2 separate regions of the Xenopus laevis genome follow, and region 1 is linked to region 2. Evidence: chromatin contacts called from public Hi-C data. All regions are on one chromosome and are shown on one strand. Each heading gives the region's core, a stretch centred on a gene start, on an enhancer-like site or on the middle of the called end of the contact. The rest is flanking DNA. Distances are from core to core; before and after follow the strand shown.

Region 1 (4,638 bases), core at 1,846-4,345, 79 kb after region 2:
TTTATTGTTTATTTTTTATGTTCTTTTTAATTTTGCCTTACTCTTTTGCTTCTTTCCAGCTTTCATATAGGGGTCGCTGGCCCTGGCAGCCAAAAATGATTGCCCTGTGAGGCTACCATTTTTATTTTTGTACAACTTGCTACTTATCTTTCTATGTAGGCCCTCTCATTTACATATTCTCATCTCTTGTTAAACCACTGCCTGGTTGCTAGGGTTATTATGACCCTAGCAACCATACAGCTGCTTAAATACCATACTGGAGAGCTGCTGAACAAATAGCTAAAAAACTGAAAAAAATGTAAAAAGACAAATTGCAGATTGTCTCAGAATATCAATGTCTACGTCATGTTAAATGTTAATTTAACGGTGAACTACCTACTGCCCTTTAAATATATCTCCATCCATTTAAACAACTTGGGATGTATTTTCCTCTGACTGTTCTGACTCTGACTGAAGGTTTTATGCACCACTATGTTTTTTTTATTAAATGAACATGGATTGAGAGAGAGAATATATGAAGCTGGTGAAATAAACTAAAAAAACACACATTATGTCAATTCTAAATCCATACTGAACTTTTGTTTTTCAATGGGGATTAATTTTCTAAAGTTTATCTTTTTATCTAAATACCATTGTATTTAAATTTCCAAAGCAATTGTAGCTTTAATTTATCATAAACTAAAAAAGGCTTTTCATTTTAAACTTAGAAGCTTTTTTGTTTTAAAAAATGGCACTTTTGTATATTCTTTTAATTAAACTACAGAAGAGAACGCACTTTTGCCTTTTGGATTAAAGTGCGCTTCTAATTAAGTACAGGTATGGGATCCGTTATCTGGAAACCCTTTATCCAGAAAGCTCTTAATTACAGGAGGGCCATCTCCAATAGACTCCATTTTAATAAAATAATTCAAATTTAAAAAAGTGATTTCCTATTTCTCTGTAATAATAAAACAGTACCTTGGACTTGATGCAAACTAAGATATAATTGATCCTTATTGGAGGCAGAATAATCCTGTTGTGTTTATTTATTGTTTAAATGATTCTTTACAGCATGGAGATCCAAATCATGGATAGACCCCTTATCTGCAAAGCCTCAGGACCTAAAGGTGGCCATACATGGGCAGATAAAGCTGTCAATATCAGCAATTTAGACCAATTTGACAGCATATCTGCCCGTGTATGGGGGCTTCCGACGGGTCTTCCCGATCGATATCTGGTCACGATATCGATCGGGAAGGTTTGATTTTTACCCGACCGACCCGTCAGATCCCCTTGGCGTATCGTAATTCGATCTAGCCATGCCGTTAGTGGCATATCGGGGAAAGAATCGCCAAACGAGCGGAACTTTGAGTCTATGGCCATCTTAAGTCCTCGGAGTGCTGCCACTTTGCATTTATATTCTATTTTTGATTGGATTAGCACCCAGGTTGTCTATTTGGCTCAAGGTTGTGCGTCTCGTGATATATATATATATATATATATATATATATATATATATATATATATATCTATATATATATATCTCAAACAAGGGAAAGTTGTGCTCACCACTAATTGTTAAAACCATTAGGCGGGGGTGCAATGAGGCTGTGACCACAAAATACATATAGACAAGCGGAACTTTGAGTCTATGGCCATCTTAAGTCCTCGGAGTGCTGCCACTTTGCATTTATATTCTATTTTTGATTGGATTAGCACCCAGGTTGTCTATTTGGCTCAAGGTTGTGCGTCTCGTGATATATATATATATATATATATATATATATATATATATATATATCTCAAACAAGGGAAAGTTGTGCTCACCACTAATTTTTAAAACCATTAGGCGGGGGTGCAATGAGGCTGTGACCACAAAATACATATAGACAAATACAAGATTCCTCTGCACTCAACCCATTATCAATATATTTAAGACAGAGACATTTTGTGCTACTGCTACTAAAAAATGCAGTAAGTTGCAGGTAAAACTTAGTCCATTTGTTAAATGTATAATGAAGCAATAGAATTCTTAATGAATCAGATGAAAATTGAGCGTAGGACTGGCCAGATATGGGATGACTGACGTAGTTGGTCAGCTTAAATATATTGCAATATATGGACAAACAATCCCTGTGTTGTTTAAAGGGTAAGGCATTTTTCAGTAGCTGTATGCACAAAATGTCTCTGTCTTAAATATATTGATAATGGGTTGAGTGCAGAGGACTCTTGTATTTTTTATATATATATATATATATATATATATATATATATATATATATATATATATATATATATATATATATATATATATATATATATATATATAGTCATAGAAAATTATCTGCACTCACAGGTCTTAAAAATTCAACATTATTTATTTTTTAAAAGGCCTATCATAAGGCCTTTCTCAAAGTCTTCTCAAGGACTTTGAGAAAGTCCTTAGGATAGGCGTCAGTCCTTACCTTTTAAAAAATAAATAATGTTGAATTTTTAATACCTGTGAGTGCGGATCATTTTCTATGAACATATATGCAATTTCTGACTCTGCACCCAGGCATATCAATGATTTATTCGTGAGTGCTGGCTCTTCACTGAACTATATATATATATATATATATATATAATTATTATATAAATTGTATATAATATTTCCTTATAAATCCCAATAAGCAGCTAATTACTCTGTGGGTGTGTAGTGTAAGACATCCTTGCACCGGAACCCCTGCATGCTGCTGGAATCCTGTCACTAAAGCTCCTAAGGCACTTAAATCTCATTAATAGCAGAATTTCTGTTGCTGGTATGTGAATGAATGTGCAGGTGTAAAGGCCGAGCCTTCAGTGCCACACCCATGTGCCAGATCACATTTCCTGTATGAGCTCATGGCTGACGGCATTGTTAGTGGGTGGATGTCTCTCTGGCATATTTGCTTGGTGGGAAAAAAAAGCGAGTCCTATAATTATGTATGTGATTTGGTCTCTGGCCAGCTTTGAAAAGTACACACAAGACATTCAAGGTGCCGCCTTTGAGATCTATAGTCCTTCCCTGCTGCTGCTGCTGCCGAGACAAGGAAATAAAAGGGAAAAACCCAAAGAGGTGAACGGGTGCTTACACTTCAGTGTGAGAGGTCACAAGATGTTTAGTCATTAATCCCACACTTCAGATCCTTTGTACTCACTAAACTAACAGTGCAGTCGCTGACAGCTGAAGCCTTTCAAAATGACGCCACAAAATGCACATAGGATATGCCTGCTTGATTAAATTCAATAAAAACGGATTTTGTATGGAATTTAGTAGGTCTGCGTTTTTTCGCAACAATTTTTTTATATTATGAACACATTTCCTAAGGGCAGGATGACTATAATACAATACATTTTTGCAGCTTCAAAAGCACACCATGTTACTGCAAAAAATAAGGCAGTTTTTAGGGTAAGGCAGGAATCAAAGTGTCCCAGGACCATAGCCTTAGATGGACTTTAAAATATTTTTGGTAAACATACGATCTATGTATTATTTATTTTAAAGGGGTTGTTCACATTTAAATTAACTTTTAGTACAGTGGCGGAACTACTGGGGGTGCGAGCGGGCCAGGGCCCACACCCCCTCAGGGCCCCCTGGCGGCTTGCACTCCCGCACCAGGGCCTGGCACCCTCTAGTTACGTTACTGTTTTAGTATTATGTAGACATTGATATTCTGAGCAGTTGTTTTTTTACTATTTATTATTTTTTTCAGTAATTTAGCCTTTGGTTCAGCAGCTCTTCAGTTTGGTATTTCAGCAGCTGTATGATAGAGAGAAGCCAAGTTCTCCCCTCTGCTCCACCATCTCTCTGCACTGACAGGCACAGTGTTGATCTTTGAGTGGACACACACAGCAGATATCAGCGAGAAAATTCTTAGTTTTTAATTTTCACACACCAATATGTGGTTGTGCAAACAGAACAATGCCGTGCCTGTCAGTGCAGAGACACGGTGGAGGGGAGAGCATTGTCTTTTCACTGCAGCAGAAGATGCCAAGGCATTCTATGCAGAAGAGACTCCATGTTCTCCCCCACAAAAAAACTCCTAGTAGGCAAGGGGTTGGTAGTGTTATTTCTGACTCGTAGCTGTAATTTGTTTTGTTGACATCATGACTACTGACGACATTGGTGGCTTCCATGTGAATTTGCAAGTTTATCAAAGTTGATATCCTTTGTATACTGACATGTGATAACTGCAGCCCTGCAGTATCTGTAAAATGCTATGGTATTCTCACAATTGTTTTGGTTCTGTGCTCATGAATATGTACAAGACATTCTCTCCCTTTCTTTCTCTACCAGCAGATTGATTTATTTAGCTTTTTTGAAAACTTTCAATCTTAATAGTATATAGTTAATGGGATTCTGTCAAGGGAAAACATGTTTTTTTTTACAAAATGCATCAGTTAATAACGCTCCTCCAGCATAATCCTGGATTGAAATCTGTTTTTCAAAAGAACAAACAGATATTTAAAATTGTATTTTGAAATCTGACATGGGGCTAGATATGTTGACAATTTCCCAGGTGCCCCCAGTCATGTGACTTGTTCTCTTATAAACTTTAATCACTCTTTACTGCTACACTGCAAGCTGGAGTGATATTAACCCCCCAACAGCCCATCAGCAGAACAATAGGAAGTTAT
Region 2 (4,343 bases), core at 897-3,396:
TTGTTGCAAAGCCTTGAATTCATGAACACAATTCTAAAACATGTAACCAAGATAAGAGACTTAGGAATTAATATTGAAGCAAGTTATCTATATTAGGGAAACTTATCTTTATATAGAACAAGGTCTGCTTATAGAGATTGCTGCTCTTAAAAATCTTTCAAGTCATTTAAATTGCCTCTCTTTCATGTGACAAAGCACTTAAAAATACCTTCCTTTCTCTATACATTGATAAAGTTGCATGCTGCAAACTGGTGTAATCATGTAAAAATGTGGATGTGCGTTTTTGTGCTACTGTTCAGTTATCATTTCAAATACAGCAGAATGTATTCTGGTTCTTGTATTTATGACAGTAACACCAAAAAATTAAAGTGTTTTAAAGTAATGAAAAGACAGGTATGGGAATCTGTTATCCGGAAACCCCTTATGCAGAAAGCGCCGAATTATGAAAACTCCGTTTTATCCAGATCTTTTAAAATGATTTCCTTTATCTGTGTAAAAATAAAACTGTACCTTGTACTTTATCGAAACTAAGACATTATTAATCCTTATTGGAAGGAAAACAATCCTATTGGTTTATTTACTGTTTACATGATTTTCTAGTAGACTTAAGGTAGAAAGATCCATTATATGGAAAACGCCAGGTCCTGACTATTTTGGATAACTGGTCCCATGCCTGAGGTGTTTGCTTCAGAAACACTACTGTAGTTCATATAAACAAGCTGCTGTGTAGCTGGAATTGAAAAAAAGGCTATTTGGCACAGGTTAAATAGTGTAACCTTAGCCTTTTCTCCTTTGAATGGCTGCCCCCATTGCTACACAGCAGCTTATTTATATAAACAATAGTAGTATTTCTAAAGCAAACACAGCAGTTTTACCAATGCAGGGCAACACTGCATTCTATTTTTATTACTTTAAAACACTTATTTTTTGATGTTACTGTTACTTTAAGTTCAGGTATAGAGATTTATTTTAAGTCTTACATTTTCAATTTGTACTTAATCATCACTTAGAAATACTTAATCATCCTGTATAGTGATGGGCGAATCTAACCTGAAAATTTGCCAAAATGCATTGAAGTCTATGGACGACAACCTTTTTGACACAGAGTAATTTTCTACACCCATTAGAGTCTGTGGGCGTCATTTTTGCTGCGAAATTTGCCGAAAATTTCGCTCATCTCTAATCCTGTACCCTTTTTTGGGCTACTGGATGTGATTCATTGCTCACTTGCATAATGCTTATTCTTTCCAAGGAATTGGAGCAAACTTGCGTGCTAGTGCACTGTATTTTCTATTATTGACGTACAGAAGCAGTACCAGTTATTTTACCCACTTGCTTGAAGGAAGAGAATGAATCATCTGCTTAATTGGGGAAAACCGATCATTAACTGTCGTAGAGGCCACCTCTGTTGGGCTGCTGAATTTCACATACTTTTACGGGCCACTCAATTAACAGACACAAAGTCAGTCTTGAATTGGAGAATAAACCATGTATGGTTGACTGGATTTTCAGGCAGAAGATGTGTAATAATATTATCCCAGTCCCCATGTAAAAAAGTACTGATCCAATGGCATTAACTAATTTATCCTGTTTATCCTATATTTCAGTTTCTATGGAATACTGAATCTTAACCACAGGATGTCAAAACACTGCTTTTGACAGTGCTTTTAATTGCCGATGTCAAAACACAGCCAGGCTTATATGTATAGCCAGGGAAGTGGATCCTTGACTTCTTTCCCAGAATTCATCCTGATCTGCTTAAGAATGAGCATGGTATTGCCACAACCAAAATGTAAATTTTTTTTTTTTTTTTTTTTTTTTTTTCAATGAAAGCATATTGCCAAATTAATTTGCTTCACAAGACCTGAAATATTTCACAAACTGTAGATATCTGGCTTACTGATGTAATTATTCTTGTAGTTACTTTGTATAAAAACTGTTTTTATTGTATCATTTCTTGCTCTTTTTTTTTTTTTATACATTTTTTTTTTTCTTGTGGATGTATCTTTTTGGATGAGGCTGGCTGAGTGCCATGGTTTGCTGGAAGTGATGCTGATGACACAGACAGGTTCTACTGGCTGGAGTTTGTCCTGTGTGTGGTGTTCTCATTTAGGTATTTATTATCTGAGCTTCCGGTTCTCAACCAAAGGGCTGCTGCCTGTACGATAATCAAAGCAGTTAAATCTGGTTGTATCTGCTCCTCTATACTGAAGGAGCCAGAAGCTAAACATCCTGTATTTATTATTGTCCAAATCCTTAGTACTGAATCTCTCTAGTAAAAACTGGAATGTCGCTGACCAGCAGAAGCCATAAAAGCCTGGTTATTGTATTTTTCTAGCTACGGACACAATTACCTGATTTACATATAAATGGTGGGAAATAAAAAAATGTTCTGTTTGCTGTTTATATTAGTGGAACCAATGAAAATGTTAAACTATACACAATATATATATATATATATATATATATATATATATATATATATATATATATATATATAATATCAAAACAGGGGGGTTGTGGGAGCACTCTAAAGGCTTTAAAGTATATATATAAGTATAATAAATGCTATTGCATATGTACCCAAAACAGGGGTTATTTTGTTACAAAGTTATGATCATAAAATTGATAAGCCACCATACCACGTCAAGGTAAACCCCAAATGGCGGTCCCTAACTTGTTTTATATTTTATGTGCATTTTAGCATTACCTGTAATCAATGTCCATTGAACGCTGTTTTTTCACTGAGGGCTAAATCCTCCCCAGCCAGCAATCAGGCTTTTAAAGGAGAGATATTCCCAAAACAAACGCCCAATTTTAAAAGCATAGGATCACCACTAGTTTAAAGGGGGGGTATGGGGTGCTACAACCACTGAAGCTATGCCACAGCTCCTGGCTAAATATACAATATCAAAACAGGGGGGTTGTGGGAGCACTCTAAAGGCTTTAAAGTATATATATAAGTATAATAAATGCTATTGCATATGTACCCAAAACAGGGGTTATTTTGTTACAAAGTTATGATCATAAAATTGATAAGCCACCATACCACGTCAAGGTAAACCCCAAATGGCGGTCCCTAACTTGTTTTATATTTTATGTGCATTTTAGCATTACCTGTAATCAATGTCCATTGAACGCTGTTTTTTCACTGAGGGCTAAATCCTCCCCAGCCAGCAATCAGGCTTTTAAAGGAGAGATATTCCCAAAACAAACGCCCAATTTTAAAAGCATAGGATCACCACTAGTTTAAAGGGGGGTATGGGGTGCTACAACCACTGAAGCTATGCCACAGCTCCTGGCTAAATATACAATATCAAAACAGGGGGGTTGTGGGAGCACTCTAAAGGCTTTAAAGTATATATATAAGTATAATAAATGCTATTGCATATGTACCCAAAACAGGGGTTATTTTGTTACAAAGTTATGATCATAAAATTGATAAGCCACCATACCACGTCAAGGTAAACCCCAAATGGCGGTCCCTAACTTGTTTTATATTTTATGTGCATTTTAGCATTACCTGTAATCAATGTCCATTGAACGCTGTTTTTTCACTGAGGGCTAAATCCTCCCCAGCCAGCAATCAGGCTTTTAAAGGAGAGATATTCCCAAAACAAACGCCCAATTTTAAAAGCATAGGATCACCACTAGTTTAAAGGGGGGGTATGGGGTGCTACAACTACTGAAGCTATGCCACAGCTCCTGGCTAAATATACAATATCAAAACAGGGGGGTTGTGGGAGCACTCTAAAGGCTTTAAAGTATATATATAAGTATAATAAATGCTATTGCATATGTACCCAAAACAGGGGTTATTTTGTTACAAAGTTATGATCAGTGAAAAAACAGCGTTCAACGGACATTGATTACAGGTAATGCTAAAATGCACATAAAATATAAAACAAGTTAGGGACCGCCATTCGGGGTTTACCTTGACGTGGTATGGTGGCTTATCAATTTTATGATCATAACTTTGTAACAAAATAACCCCTGTTTTGGGTACATATGCAATAGCATTTATTATACTTATATATACTTTAAAGCCTTTAGAGTGCTCCCACAACCCCCCTGTTTTGATATTATATATATATATATATATATATATATATATATATATATATATATATATATATATACATGCTGTAGTAATGGATCAGCACACTCATTCACTCATTGTAGAAGTGAATAAAGTGTTTTTATTGGTAACACAGCATTGTTATCCGACGTTTCGGTCCCACCTGGGGACCTTTCTCAAGGATATATATACACACACACACACATACATACATACATACATATATATATATCTTACATAAGGAAATATGTTTATTTGTTATTGT

Evidence for each region. Hi-C and Micro-C count contacts between places; a contact is called where the count stands out from the background.
Region 1: a contact with region 2 is called in a Hi-C map of the XTC cell line, with 3 times the contacts expected there. The contact joins two enhancer-like sites. A contact is called at or near these places in 2 of 4 Hi-C or Micro-C datasets (the XL177 cell line and the XTC cell line).

The regions. Positions count from the first base shown.
Region 1 is chr6L:120,577,781-120,582,418 of Xenopus_laevis_v10.1, forward strand. All of the region lies in intron 8 of spidr.L (DNA repair-scaffolding protein), which reads left to right. Among protein-coding and RNA genes, the nearest start is that of spidr.L, 92 kb to the left of the region's middle. Within about 2 kb of position 3,096, at least 1 of the 7 cell types and tissues checked has an H3K27ac peak or open chromatin away from gene starts, as enhancers often do.
Region 2 is chr6L:120,500,110-120,504,452 of Xenopus_laevis_v10.1, forward strand. All of the region lies in intron 5 of spidr.L (DNA repair-scaffolding protein), which reads left to right. Among protein-coding and RNA genes, the nearest start is that of spidr.L, 14 kb to the left of the region's middle. Within about 2 kb of position 2,147, at least 1 of the 7 cell types and tissues checked has an H3K27ac peak or open chromatin away from gene starts, as enhancers often do.